Regions from separate parts of the Sus scrofa genome. Here all the other regions are linked to region 1. Evidence: chromatin contacts called from public Hi-C data. All regions are on one chromosome and are shown on one strand. The core of a region is the stretch at or near the end of the contact, and the rest is flanking DNA. Distances in the headings are between cores, read along the strand shown.

The links. Hi-C and Micro-C count contacts between places; a contact is called where the count stands out from the background.
Region 2: a contact with region 1 is called in a Hi-C map of skeletal muscle, with 4 times the contacts expected there. The contact joins the promoter of LRR1 here to the promoter of PSMA3 in region 1. A contact is called at or near these places in 3 of 47 Hi-C or Micro-C datasets (embryonic fibroblasts, heart right ventricle and skeletal muscle).
Region 3: a Hi-C map of liver shows a contact between it and region 1, with 5 times the contacts expected there. The contact joins the promoter of MGAT2 here to the promoter of PSMA3 in region 1. A contact is called at or near these places in 2 of 47 Hi-C or Micro-C datasets (liver and skeletal muscle).

The regions. Positions count from the first base shown.
Region 1 is chr1:187,340,255-187,345,299 of Sscrofa11.1, reverse strand. PSMA3 (proteasome subunit alpha type-3) reads right to left here and starts at 3,069. Exons shown (of 11, transcript XM_001927990.5): 1 at 1,686-3,069. The coding sequence starts at 1,706.
Region 2 is chr1:179,459,013-179,464,057 of Sscrofa11.1, reverse strand. LRR1 (leucine-rich repeat protein 1) reads right to left here and starts at 2,610. Exons shown (of 4, transcript XM_021101338.1): 1 at 1,599-2,610. The coding sequence starts at 1,811.
Region 3 is chr1:179,476,245-179,481,289 of Sscrofa11.1, reverse strand. MGAT2 (mannosyl (alpha-1,6-)-glycoprotein beta-1,2-N-acetylglucosaminyltransferase) reads right to left here and starts at 2,826. Exons shown (of 1, transcript NM_001128482.1): 1 at 1,486-2,826. The coding sequence starts at 2,826. The coding sequence ends at 1,486. RPL36AL (ribosomal protein L36a like) reads left to right here and starts at 3,470. Exons shown (of 2, transcript NM_213917.1): 1 at 3,470-3,500; 2 at 4,204-4,652. The coding sequence starts at 4,235. The coding sequence ends at 4,555.

The DNA.
Region 1 (5,045 bases), core at 1,820-4,319:
TATATGAAGGGTTTGTAGAACTAAACACTCAATCTAGGATATTAACGTAGTTGGAAAGTCAATTAACTACAGGGAGTTCCCATCACAGCTCAATGGTTAAAGAACCTGACTGGTATCCATGAGGACGCAGGTTCAATCCCTGACCCCGTTCAGTGGGTTAAGGATCCAGTGTTGCCATGAGCTGTGGTGTCACGGATCAGATCTTGCGTTGCTGTGGCCCTGGCCTAGGCTGGCAGCTACAGCTCTGATTGGACCCCTAGCCTGGGAACCTCCATATGCGTCGGGTGAGGCCCTAAAAAAGACAGAAAGACAAAAACAAAAACAAAAAAAAAAAAGAAAGAAAGAAAGAAAGAAATGATCTGGAGTTCCCATCGTGGCGCAATGGTTAAGGAATCCGACTAAGGACCATGAGGTTGCGGGTTTGATCCCTGGCCTTGCTTAGCGGGTTAAGGATCCAGCGTTGCCATGAGCCGTGTAGGTTGCAGACACGGCTCTGATCTCACGTTGCCGTGGCTCTGGCACAGGCGGGTGGCTACAGCTCTCATTCGACCCCTAGCCTGGGAACCTCCATATGCCGCAGGAGCGGCCAAAGAAATGGCAAAAAGACAAAAACAAAACAAAACAAAAAGTCAATTAACTACAACATGCATTACTGAACATCTACTAATCTAAAAACGATATGACAATCTCAGCATCTGATAACCGAATGGATTAAACCATTTCAAACTTAAGTTGCCCACTGTCAAACTCGGAAAACTAGTATTTGGGCCTAAAGGTGAATATCAAACTCTTTCAAACAGTGGGAATTGATGAACTGAGAAACCCAACATTCAATGCTTCTATTGCAAACAACTAATAAATATTTCTAAACAAAAACTGTATTTTCTAAATAAAGAAATACATAAAGGAGTAAGCAGAAGACTGCATATATGCAGTACTTTTATCAAAGGTTTTAAAGTAATAAAGCCGAACAAGTTAACAAATCCACCTCCAAAATCCTCAACAGTCTGTCTATTGAGTCAGAAGCGGTTAAGTCAGCAGCTAATCATTTAAACACTAACGGCACTGATACCTCAAAGTGCTGGTAAGTAATTTGTACACCAAAAGCTAGGACTACAAAGAAAAAAATGGAAAGGATTCTTCAGATTGCGCTTCCTTACTAATTCTGACAAGTTTCCAAGGACTCACACAGAGCGGTGCAACAGCACACTCGAAAGGAAGTCGTAGAGAATCTCCGTGAGTCAGCAGCATCCTAGGAACTGCAACGGCGGTCCCTGGAAAGCTGTAGCTCAGACCCTGGAATCCCAAGCCACCTTGCCCTACTGGTTCTCAAGAGGCTAAGAGTCGCCCAAATCCTTCACAATTTCAGGCCCCACGAGGTTCCACTTTCGGTTTCCCTAAGCGGCTAAGGAAAGTGACTCAGCAAAAGGGGGCTCCAAATCTCACTGCTGCGCCGCCAAGCCCGCTACACCTGAGCTGTGAAGCGTCAGGTCCGAGTCACCGCAGACACGAACTCAGCAATCAGCGAAGGAAAGACCTCAGGGCCCCGCACAACTGGAAGCGGCCCACTTGCCCCAAGGCAGTACCAGCGCACCCTAAGTTGGCGCAGCCCAGGCAGTGTGTCCACGTTCCCTTCTACGCTGATCCTTAGGCTAGACTATCACGCCGAGAAACAACGAACTTACCCCGGTGCCGATTGAGCTCATCGTGCTAAAACCACCAGGCCGCCTAAGGCTTCAGGCCCAAAGCGAACCCCTCACACCTCAGTACGCAGACTAGTAACAGGCTCTCTCATTGGCTGTTCTTCCAACCAATAGTTTTCCTCTCTGTGGCTTGTTCCTGGATCCTTACCCACAGAACAGAGAATTGTGGGGAAAGGGGGTGGGGAATGCGCGTAGCGGGCAACGCGCCTGTGCAGAAGCAGCGGAGGTCGGGTTAAGCAGGACTGATTCCTTCCTCTTCGGTTTCTCTCCGGAGGGTTGTCGGGGGACTTTGAGTCTTCCAATTGCTTGAAAAGCTGCTCCAGTCTGTTTCCTAGGAGTTATCTCTTCTCCTTCGCTTTTTCTTCCCTATTCTTTCTTAAAGCAAAGTGGAGAGATGTTCTTATACTCTTCCAAAGGCCAAAGGAAATGGTAGAGGAGGCGTCTCCACGCTTGACGTCCTGATTGTAACCCAGTTATCTTGATGGCGTCCCCTTTATCCACCCCTCCTCACAAGCAGGAAGGAAGATGGACTCTAAGGGTATCAGCTTTGAGCTCAGATCGGAGTTTTACAGAAGAATTAGTACTTTTTCATATAACTACTTAATAGAATTAAGAATAAGACTGAAGATTATTTTAACTCAGTATTCAGTTAAACACTGCTGATAAGACTTAAGAATTTGTACATAAACTATAATAAAAAATTCTTTAAACGGTAAAGAAGACATGACCTCCCCTCTTAATGAGTTTACATTTAGTGGGAGGAAATAGACAACAAAGAGTAAATAGGCAAAATAGTTGCACCACGTGGTAAAAAAGAGACAATGGAAGTTTGAACTTTAGACCTATTTATTAGGGAATTACTTTGTAAAAGGGGGATATTTAAACTGAAACTTGGGATTGTTATGGGAGTATAATTCCAGTTCCAAGGCTGTCGGAACTGTCGGGTCAGTATGGCCTGTCATAGTGATTAAGTGGTGAGAGTGACAGGAAGTGAAATCAGAGAGGTGGACACGGGGTCAGATCTTGTAGTGGTTTGGATTTTAATCTCCGATTTTAAATGGAAAACCATCAGCATTTTTAACTGCTAAATACTTCTGTGTGTATTTCCCCAAAAAAGAACATTATTTTACATGCCCACAGTACAACTATGAAAATCAGAAAATGTATAATGCTTTTTTCTAATCTACAGGCTTTATTTAGATTTTGGCAAATCTCTCAATAATGCTCTTCATAGCAAAAGAAAATACAAGATAACACACTGCATGCAGTTGTCATGTCTCTAGTCTCCTTTAATCTGGAAAATAATTTAATGTTTCTTTATGTTTCATGGCATTAACACTTTTGAAAAATACAAGCCATTTCCTTTGCAGGGTATTCCAAAGTTCAGGTTTGTATGACTTTTTTTGCATGATTAGATTCAGGTGATGCATTTTTGTCAGGAATACCACAGAAGTAACCTTGTATTTCTATTAGGAGGCACATGCTGTCATTTGTGTCCTTATTGATGATGTTAACTTTGATCACTTAAGATTTCTCCACTATAGTTTCTATCTTGCTCTTTGTAGTTAATGAATACCTTGTGAAGAAATACCTTGAGGCTATGTAAATATCCTGCTACTCCTCAATCTTACACCCGCTAGTTATAGTATCCTGTGATTCTTATTTGAATCAATTATTATGATAATGGTTGCCAAATGGTGATTTTCTAATTCCATCATTCCTTCCACAGTTACTGGCTTTCTTCTGTAAGGTTATCAGTAGGTTTTTAAGCAGACTGATAGATCTAATTTAGTTATTAAATGATCTCTCTTGCCTCTGTGTGAGGAGTGATGAATACAAGGAAGGATAGAAGCACAGAGAATAGTTGGAAAGCTATTGCAGTCCTGTGGTCAAGCCATAATGGAGAGTGTGTAGAGTGGTGGCAGTGGAGGTGGAAATATGTGGATGGATTTTAGATATGTAGGGCTTGCTGAAAAATTGGATTAGAAAGTAAAGGAGAAAGAGGAAATTCAATTGCTTCTTCCTGCTAATTAAGCACCATAATTAAAGTTAGTTCTTATTCTTAAACAAATAGATAGAAGAAAGGATTTGGATATTCTTGGAAGACTAGCGTTTAATTTGCCTAATCCTCACTGAAATATTCTGGTTGCAATTTTTCATGCGAGATCCTGAGTTAGACCATTGTGGGCCAAGAAAGTGCGGAGGGAAGTTAAAAAGAGTTCACCCTGAAAGTAGATTATAAGCAGTCCAAACTTGTTTAGGGAGCCAGTTAAACTTTTAACAGGATTTGAGTGCCTAATGGTCTTTGTCTATTCACTAATAATTAAGAATTTGAAGCTCTTTCTGAACTTGTTAGTTTAACTGCTTACTTGGGGGCTGGATTGTTGATTTATCTTGTAACTCAGAAGAATGCATTGAATTGTGTGGCCTGAGGATCTTGACTAGTGCCTGATTCATTAGCGGATTTAAAAAGTATGAGTATGAATGCATTTATTTTAATTACTTTACTTTTGGAAATAGTGCATATAAAATTGCTGTGTAATTTACACATATCATTCTTAAAAGGTGATAAAACTTTTGAGATTATCATAGTCTGTTTTATACTTCCACTTATTAGAATACATAACAGTGCTTTTACACATGGTAGGTGCTTAATAAATGTGTTGAAAATGCAGATAAATACAAATTCACTTACCAGTTACATTCTGCCAAGTTATAAAATAGTCAGAATAAACCAGAGTTTGCAATTGCAAGAAAAAATTGTTAGTCAATAATTACATTAATATTTCAAGCCTGAAAATTTTAAACATTCTGCTTAAATCTTAAGTGCACTTTAAAGAATCTGAATGTATATTATGCCATACCTTATTTTTGTGTTTTAATTAAGTAATGCAGGGAATGTAATGCCCAATGTGTTTAACTTCTAAATACTGTTTTAAGGGTTTTAGGGTTAGTATCCTAAGAATTCTTTATTCCAAGTTTACAGTTAGGGTTTAGCTTGCTGTTCTAAGCAGTAGGATACACACCACCCCCCATCACAGAAATGTGCAGAGTTCTTTAGCTAGAGAACTTCATTAGTATCTCAGGGTATATACATTTCCATAGGAGATTATTTTATTCTCTCAGTCTGTCAAAATTTGGTCAGAGTCAGTTCTCTTTTTCTCCTAGAATTACCATTCTTTACAGAAGACTCAGTGACACTGTAATCCTTTCCTTGTTTTTTGAGATGGATGGCAGGAGCAACCTCTGAGAGACCTCTCACTTGTCAGGCAGCCACTTGAAAGAGGTGGTATTTTAATTGAGCCAATATCGTTTTCCTCAATTTAACTTTCCTTGACTAGG
Region 2 (5,045 bases), core at 1,361-3,860, 7.9 Mb after region 1:
TTTAAGGGCCCCAAGGCACTTCCACATTCAGCACTAATACCTACTTACTTCAGGGTCGAGGACCAAATCGCCCTAATTCAATCAAGAGATGTTGACTTGATCCTACTATGTCCCAAGTCCTGTGGCACCGTCTCTTCCATAAAAGTATCTCAAGGCCTTTAATCACAATTCATCTCATTTCTGATATTATACCACTCTGCTACTACATTTACTGCAGCACTTATAGCCCACCATTGTAAGCGATAATTTATTTCTCCCTTCTTAGTCTTGGAAAAACACTGACTAAATCAGGTTTATTTCCCACAGTATCTAGAACTGCACCCTACACATAGCAAGTCTTCAGGGAGCAATTTACAATAAAATTTTGATTAAAATTTCCACCTACTGACATAGTTTTAAGAGCGGGACCATTACAGACTCTTAAAATAGGCAGTACCTGAGCTGGGCATGAAAAGATAGATTTTAAAGTAGACAACAGGGAGAAAAGGGAGATTCAATTCTGGTTATGAATCTACTTCTGTTACCTAAGAGATTTCTAATTTATAATACATTGAGTGACATGTGGAGCTCCTCTGTGGCTCAACAGGTTAAGAATTCAGTATTGTTACTGCTGTAGCTCAGGTCCGATCCCTGGCCCAGAAATTTCCACATGCCATGGGCACAGACAACAACAACAAAAAATGCTGGATGATTTCTAAAGTCCTTGCAAATGAGAAAAATTATATGAATTGATTCCATGAATGGGGGGAATTATTTAGACTTTCACCTACTTACATCAAACATTACGGTAGTTCTAAATGAAAGATCCCCGTTCCTCCACTAAGTATTCACTGTGAAATGCAACACTTTAAGGGAAATAATCCCAGAAACAGTATAAAATCCAGTCAAGTGTCACATGCAAGGGTGAGTGATAAAATGTCCCCTCAATTTCATTACAGTATGCAGAAGTGTATTCTAGCCGTTTTCACAAGATAACGAGCCTGGGAATCAAGGTAAAAGAATTCTATAAAACTTGTGCTTTAGAAAGTCTATTTCAACTTCCAACTTCTTCTAAAGAGTTTACTACTGCTATGTACATACGAAAAACCCCGGATGCAAGATGCAACCTAGGCATTACTGCTTTATTACTGTGCTAATTTGGTCTAGAACTTAGATACATCATCCCACAAAGAGCTCAAACAAACAAACCAAACTAGAGAAAAGACTGGGAGAAAAAGAATCTACTGAACCAAAGTGCAGCCATTTTACTAATCCTCCAAACTGGACTGATACTTCATCACGTATAGCTTCGTTTCACGTAGGCCGAAATTTCAAAGGCTTTAAAGGGGCAGCGTTGTCATCTACTACTAAGCGGCAAGGCTGTCAATCGAAGTCGCAGAAACGAGCAAGAAAAATAATGAGAACATGCACTTTCAAAATCTTCCCTCCTTCAGGTCCTTAGGGAGCTCAGGACCCGGGGTCCGGGCGGTGGTGGTGCGAGCTCAGGGACAGGGCGCTAAGGAACCCCCAAGACGAAGCCCAACCTAGGGAACGGTGGGGTGCTCAGGACAAGAGCGCCCGGGTGCCTACCCTGGCACAGCCTGCCCGCCCCCACGCACCTCATAGCGGGTCCCGCGCTTGTCCTTCAGGGTGGAAATGAACAGGCAGGCGGGGTGCGGGCCGCCTCGCTCGCCCCCCGCCCGGGGCCGCGGCTGAGTCCTGGGCGCCTGCTGACAGAGGCTCAACACGGCCCGAACTCCCTTGCCACGGTTCCTCAGCCCCAAGGCCGGCAAGTGCCGACTGATCACCTCTACTTCGCAATACAGCTTCATTTAGCCCAAGCTCCCGCCACCAACTCCCCTTTCTCTGCTTTGAAACTTCCCCCTTCCCGCCGGGCCGCGCCGCCGCCGGGGTCCTCGAGCGCGCGGCTGTCCGGCAATCTGCCTTCTTAATCGTAGTGCCAAGGTCTCGGGTTTTCTTCGTGCGGCGTCTTTCGCGAGTCCTGCGAGGGGCAGATGGCGTCCCCTCTCCCTTGCATGCGCTGTGGCTGCGGCTCGCGGAGCCCGGAAAGGGATCGCCTGAGGGTTCAGGCCTCCTGAAACCGGCGATCGGCGGGGGCACCGCGTCCTTTCTCGGGAGCGCGCTCGCTGACGGCCGCAAGTGTTATTGTCTGGGCGGAGTCCTAGTTTCTGCTGTTGACACTTAACATGCTTCCGCTGCACGTGGGACTCGAGTTTCCGAGAAAAGTCAGCTGTGGGTCTTTTGGGGGGTGGGGGAATCTTTTTTTATCTATGCAGCATCCACGCTTGGAATGCGGCGAGATGCCCAATGCTAGGCAAGGCGTGGCACTCCCCGGCGCTGAAGGGCTGATGTTTTGGGGGGATTTTGGTTTTTTTGTTTGTTCGTTTTTGGTGCTCCGGAGGGACACCTGCCACGTCAGAAGGGGTATGACAGTATTTGACTTGGCTTCTGTTGAACAAATTTTCTCTTTGCAACTCCTAGTGGGTTGGATGGAGTGACTGGCTTAACTGCATCTGAGACTTGGAAAGACCATCCAGACCCCATACACACACTCTTCGGACTCCTTATTCCATTTGCTAAGAAGGGCCAGGCTCTGGGTGGGGCGAGGGAGGCCATCACTCTTAGGGTCGTAGTAGTCTTGCGCCCCGCCCCCTTAAGTTTTGCATGCTCACCTCACCCTAGACCAGGGCAGGGATCAAACCAATATATCATTTTTAAAAATCCCACATGTATCACAACACTGTAAATCAACTATACTCAGTAAAACTTTGAAAAATGAAAAAAAAAATTCCACATGTAAATGATAACATAGAATGTTTGTCTCTGACTTCACTTTGTATGATAATTTCTAGGTCCATCTATGTTGCTGCAAATGGCATTACTTCTCTTTTTTTGTGGCTAATATTCCATTGTATGTATGTGCTACATCTTATGTACCCAATTCTTTGTTAATGGATAGTTAGGTTGTTTCCATGCCTTAGCTATTGTAAATAGTGCTGTGATAAACATTGGGGCGTATTATCTTTTAAAATTACAGTTTTGTCCAGGTAAATGCCTAGGAGTAGGATTGCTAGAACACATGGTAGTTCTATTTTTAGTTTTTTGAGGAACCTCCATACTGTTTTCCACAGCAGTTGTACCAATTTACAGTCCCACCAATAATGTAGGAGGGTTCCCTTTTCTCCACACCCTCTACACCATTTATTATTTGTAGACTTTTGATAATGGCAGTTCTGACTGGTGTGAGGTGATACCTCACTGTAGTTTTGATTTGCATTTCTCTAATAATTAGCAATGTTTATGTGCTTCTTGGCCATCTGTAAGAAATACACAGGGAATTTTAAATTGGGCTACAGTTTTTTGTTTTTTGTTTTTTTTGACAAAAAGAACCGCCCCCAGAAAAAAAGCCAACCTTGAGATTTGTTTTCCTTTTGTAAAGTTAGTTTCTCTCCTTCCTGTCCTACATACCATACTCATTCCCTTTTCTGTGTTTTGTTTATACTAATTAACCTTATTAATTTTTCATAACCCCAGTTCAGTTTCCACCAAGCTTTCTTTAATATCGCGATTTAATTTTGGGAGAGGTTGAAAATCCAATTGCACTTAAAATTACCTTCCATTACTTTTATTTCCCCAGGTTTCTGTGCATGCCAAGCATTCAACAAGTAATTGAGTATCTCTGGCTTCCCTAATTTGTGCTCACAGTACACTTTACTCATTTAGGTTTGTAGCTCGTGTGGGCTCAATCCAGTAAATCACAGTGATGTCATATTCTTAAAGAGAGAAATCACAGTCTATGGATAGTGTAGATCAGTCTGCCCTAGTACATTGGGACCAGATCTTGGAGTTGTGTTTTTTTTTTAATGGTAAACTTCATCTACACTAAATAACGCTAAATTCTTATCCAGTATACACCTAAGCATTAGGCTTTTATAATGCTGTCTTGACCCTGTTGACACTCATTGGTCATGTTTTGTGTTTTCACTAGATTTCCTAATACCCACCTTTTCATTCTTAGTATTGCCATATCAGTTCAGAACTGCATTACTTCCCTCCAAAATTTTTTCTGAACTTAGAAAGTCTTCTTATTTCAACACATTTCTTCAATATTTATGGTGTTCCCTATGTATGCCAGCACCATGCTAGATGATTAAAAGGCAAAGATGAGTGAGTTCCCTGTTGGCTCAGCAGGTTAAAGACCCAGCATTGTCACTGAAGTGGCTCTGGCCCAGGAACTTCTGCATGCCGTGGTGTGGCAAAAAAAAAAAAAAAAAAAAAAAAAAAAAGAGTTTACTTTGTTTAGGAGAGGTGAGTAAACAAATAATTATTCAAAATGGAATAAATGTTAAATTCGAACATTAGAAGAGTATAAAGCAGCCAGATGATGAAAGCATTTTTTTTTTCTAAATCAGATCCTTTTAATATTAAAGTTCTGGAATACCATTGAAAATTTTCAAGCAGGAGATAAAATTTAGGTCAGTTTAAGAAAGGCTACTGTGGTCAGTGAAGAGATTAATTTGGAGGCAGAACAAGCCTATAGGTAGCACTATCAGTTATGAGGCTAGTACAACAATCCACTATCCACCCTGCTGCCAAATTAAATTTCCAAAGATGTCTCTTCACCACAGAATCCTAAAATATAAATATGTTGAAATGGATATATATATATATTTATTTATACATATATAAAGGTTCTAACATTGAAGCTAGCTCAAGAGAGATGTAGATCTTTAAATGGAAAAATTCCGGATGTAGAATCACAATGATTTTGAGACTAATTTAAGGAACAAAATAGGTGATATCTTGAATAATGGTGTCTTAACATGCAGATCATTCAGATGTGCTTAAATTTAAAAAATAATGTATATACTCTGTGCTGTTAGACTGTTTCAATCTTGTAAGTATTTTTTTCCAAAAGGAAATATTAATAGGGCTTATGTGGACTAGAATATCATGGTACATTTTTTCTTCTTTGTACTTCATTGTATTAAAGAAAAAGGAAGGAAGGAAAGAAGGAAAGACTCAGTATGTATTATAATTGGGGA
Region 3 (5,045 bases), core at 1,577-4,076, 7.9 Mb after region 1:
AGAGTTGCTATGGCTGCGGTATAGGCCAGCAGGTGCAGCTCCGATTTGACCCCTAGCTGGGGAACTTGCATATGCCTCAGGTACAGCCCTTTTTTCAATCACAATATGAATCTTACTTCATTTGATGCAACAATTTTGAGATTGTCCCTTAGGTACACAATTTTCTGAGACTGAAATGACAATCTTGCAATATCTACACAGAAATTAGTCTATATTTCCAGTTGAATACAATTAGATACTGCTAAGGGAAACATGTTCAATTTGGAGTAAATTTTAAGCCTGTTTCCTATTGTTTACTGTGTCTGTTCTTTTAAAAGGGAGTTCCCTTGTGGTGCAGCAGGTTAAAGATCCTGCTGTTGCTGTTGTATTGCCACTGCAGCTGCCTGGGTTGATCCCTGGCCAGGGAACTTCCACATACTGCAGGCATGGCCAAGAAAAAACACCAAAAAAAAGTATGAGTTCTGTTAAAGCTGGCACTAGAACATGTTTCACCTTGTCAGGACTGAACTTTGTATCATTTCTGGCTGTATTTTACTTACACAGCAGCTTTTTATTGCTCATTATCTATGCCTGGCTGATTTGAAAGCCAGTTTCTTCCAAAGGGAATGCACTATCAAGAGCTGGTATTTCAAACTCTGTTATACAATGTACAGATAAGATGTAATGCTAACTTTAAAACTTTTAGAATGTCTTTACTGGACTTTGGTTTGTAGGTTTATTCTGCAAAATGATTAGGAACCTTTTTATGCAAAAATGAGTATTTTATTTTGGCAGCACTAAAAAAAAAAAAAACAAAACCACTGTATTTCTACATTGAGGTGAAAACAGTGTTTAAACTTTCTTATCAATCAAATACATTCCAAAAGAAAGTGTGTCCTATGAATGTTCCAAAGCACAGGCAAATCTTAACACAACAATACAAGAATCTGTAATACTGAAAAGTGACTCTGCTCTGACAGGGTGTTTAACAAACATAACTTTCGAATTATAAAGCCAGTGAAGCAATCCTTTCCTAGTAACTGTTATCAAGAATGAAGCTGGGCTTGTTAATACTCTTAGCAATTTCATGGTAATACTTTTAACTGGTATGACAATTTTAAATAAACTTTGCTGTATGTAATATAAGTTTTGAAAGTGGAAAAGTGTACAAAGTTCCAGATAAAAAGATTAATAGATGCAATTTAAATAAAATTTCCCCTTTTACTGGTTAACAATGATTTCCTTCAGCAGACACACAAGAAACTTTAAAACCCAACTCACAAAGTGAAAACTTGTGTTTTAAATCTTAATCAGACAAGAGGAAAAGATTACTATATTTGGACAACTTTTATAAGAATTTTGTTGTTGTATTAAAGCAGAAACCAGTTCCTAAACTCTTTTATTCAATTGTATATCCTGTTTGGACAAATATCAAAAATAGAAGACTGTCACCTTTTGCGATTGCGTTTTTTTTTTTTTTTTTTTTTTTTTTTTTTTTTTTTTTTTTTACTGCAGTCTTCTATAACTCTTACAGAGTTCATGGTCCCTAATGTCTCCCCACCCTCCATTTTTCCTAGGTGGGGAAAGGGCTGCTGTCAATTTTTCACTGATAGTTAAAGTTTCTGGAAACATGTACTGTTTGTTACTATTTAAGAGTGACTCAATTTGGGCACTCTGTGTGGATGGTCTACAGGTTTTTTTGTGATGCATACCACAGTCTCCAGCATGAAAAATCCTAGGAACTTGAGGAACCAGCACTTTCCAAAATTTTGGAAGACAAGATACAGTCAAATATTGAAGTGTCCAGTCCCAGTTATAATCATCATAAGTACAGAAAGTGTCTGTGCACTCGATCAGCTTCTGATAGGCATCCCGGGTCAAGGCCAGACCCATATTGTGCTCCGTGGATTTCCACGTTTTCACATCTACCTTGTCAGCAACGTCACGGAAACTGCGAACGGTAGTATAGGTCCCCAGGGAGAGAACGTCACACTCAGGACACTCTTGCTGCTTTAAATTCCACATCTTTTTGAAGACATGGTAAAAGTCTGGGGCTACGTAGTGATCCTCCTCTAGGAAAAGTATGAGGCCAGCATAGTCTCGAAGGACTTTGACCCTCTCCCACACGAAATGCAGCTTCCACCACCAGTGGTGTTTGGTTTGGGAGAACTTGGCCTCTCTGTAATGGCCGAAGGAGTCGGGATATTCAGCATTAATGCATCCCATTTTCAAAGCTGCATTCTTCTCCAGGTCTCTAGGGCAATCTCTGGGGTCAGTACCCGGAAACTCGTTAGGGTACAACTGAATGCTGAAAGGAAAGAACACCTGCAGAACCGGACAGAAATCCACCCCAGCGATCAGCTGATTAATCTCAGTCGACCAGAAGTCATGGCTAAAGATGACGAGGACGTTGTCGATTCCCTGGGCTTTCCGAAGTGAGTCCAGGAGCAGTTTGAGGTATTCGGCCCGGTTGTGCACCTGGACCACCAGCACAAGCTCGCGGGGGACCCAGGAGCTGACCTTATCCACATTCCTCAACGTCTGGTCAAAGTTCAGTTGGTACACTAGGGACCGGTACCGCAGCGTCAGGTTGTCCACCTCGGGCTGCGGGGCTGCCGCGACCAGCGGAGCCGCCGAATCGTTGGAGCCCCGGCGGATGCCCACGGATATGGCAGGATGGTCCCCGGCCCGGGCGCCCGCACCCCGCACGGGCTCGGCGTCCAGCAGCGGCGGGGCGAGGGCCTCATTCTTCCTTTGTCGCCCATTGCTGCTCCAGAGGACGAAGCCGCAGGCGGCCACCACGAACGTCAAGATCAGCACCTTCCGCTTGTAGATGCGGAACCTCATGGTCTCCGGGGCCGGGAGCGCGGGCAGGCGCGTAAAGGAGCTAGCGGATCCCGCACGGAAAGGGCGGGCGGGCGGCGGCCGTGGCCTGCAGCGATCGGAATGGGCCTCCGCGGCTGCCCTCGCTAACTCATCCCTGGCCCCGGGGGTCCTGGGGCCCGAAGGCGCTCAGCTCCCCTGTGCCGCCCGGGCTCCACACATCCTCGCCTGGCAGCTGCAGCTCAGGCTGTCCCGCCGCTAGGAGCCGCGACTCAGCGTCGCCTCGGTCCTCTCCATCCGGCACGGGTCCGAGAAGCCCGCCGCGGCCCCACCGCACCCCGGCTCCGTTACCTGCGCTTCCAGCGGCCCTGCGTCCTCTGGGCTTTCATCCTTACGCAGGCACCGGACGTCCCGGACCGAGGGACGCAACCTCGTCCCACTCCCGCGGAGACTGTCCTGACAACCAGCAACTGGCTCGCGGAGCTCCGCGGCCCCCGGGCCCACACCCCTCCGGCCCGCCCCTCGGGCCGTCGGTTGGCGCTTCCCCGACGCGTCGGGAGACGACCGGGCGTCGCTGCCCGCCTCTTATTGGGCCGCGGCGCTGTCGCTCAGGCTCAGTTCCTGCTTCCGTCCCGATCCTCCTTTTCCGGTGAGGCTAGAGCAGAGCGAGACCCGGAACGTGGACATCGGTTTTACTGGTAAGCTACACGCGGAGTGGTAGCGGTCTCGACTGGAGCCCCCGAAGCTCAGGATCCCGGGGTGGCCGGGCGAACCCTGGTAGGAGAGGGAGGGCGAGGCCCGCCGCCTTGGGGGATTTCAAGAACGGGCTTCTCCCTTCCGGGAAGGGGCTCCCGCATGGCGGCTGCCGGGCCGGGAGGCACTTGTTAAGGACACGTCAGCCTTCGGGGCCGCTGAAGGGAGACCGTGTTTCGGAGGGAGAAGTCAAACCACGTTGCTGCGGTCCTCAGAGAAGGGCCGGGCTCGGCCTTGGCACCAGCTACACCGCACCCGGAGCCAGACTGGCTCTCGCGCTCACTCTCCCACTCTTCCGAAGGAGAGTAGATTATCACACGACCACGCTTTAGTTGTTGGGTAACCACGGTAAATTAAGGACCAAAGGAACCCACTTTGGAACTTAGAGTCAGTAGGGGGACCTGACTGTATAGGGCATCCTTATGCTGCTGCTCTGGCCCTTATTTTAGTGAGCCTCATTTTATCACTGCTCCGATGATTAGCCTTCTAAAGAGTTGTGCACATATATATATTTATTCGTGTGGAAAATGCGTATTTGGTGCATTTATACGTTAATGATTTCTGTAATGTTACTATTTCCATATTTACAAAACTTAAAATTTCAAAATGTTTAACGTCTGTTGCTGTATTTTAAATATTTTACCACAGTATTCATCGTGAAAACACCCCTGTTGCAAAGATGGTCAACGTACCTAAAACCCGAAGGACTTTCTGTAAGAAGTGTGGAAAACATCAGCCTCACAAAGTGACCCAGTATAAGAAGGGCAAGGATTCCCTCTATGCCCAGGGAAAGAGGCGCTATGATCGGAAACAGAGTGGCTATGGCGGGCAAACAAAGCCAATTTTCCGGAAGAAGGCTAAAACCACAAAGAAGATTGTGCTGAGGCTTGAATGTGTTGAGCCCAACTGCAGATCCAAGAGGATGCTGGCAATTAAGAGATGCAAGCATTTTGAACTTGGAGGAGATAAGAAGAGAAAGGGCCAAGTGATCCAGTTCTAAGCCTTGAGAATTTTTTTTATTCTATATTTGAGAGGAAGGTGTTGAAGCCATAGGGGGAAAAAAAATGCCTGTATGAGAATAAATACAGTGATACCTTACTGAAATCTTTTGTATTTTTAAAATATAAATAGGATCTTGTGCTTATTTTGGTTCTAAATTAAGGAAGTTACAGAATTAAGGTTCATTTCAAATTCTCATTTAAATTTAGTTCCATAAGACTTGGAATGTTGATTTATATATAAAGATAGGAGTCCCACCTCAAATTTTATAACTAGGTTATGGAGATAAATCATAAGGCAGGGAAAAAACTGATACTTTTCACATCAATTTCATATCTGTTGGGTGAGTAAATGATTATGATTGAGCTGCTGGGGAAAGTCTCAATCAGATTTTGAAAAAAGTACATGGAAAAGATAAGGTAGGCCTGTGTATAGCAGACTGGGTGGAGTAGAGGATCCAAGCTGAAGGGGTAAAAAGAGCTGACTTTTTG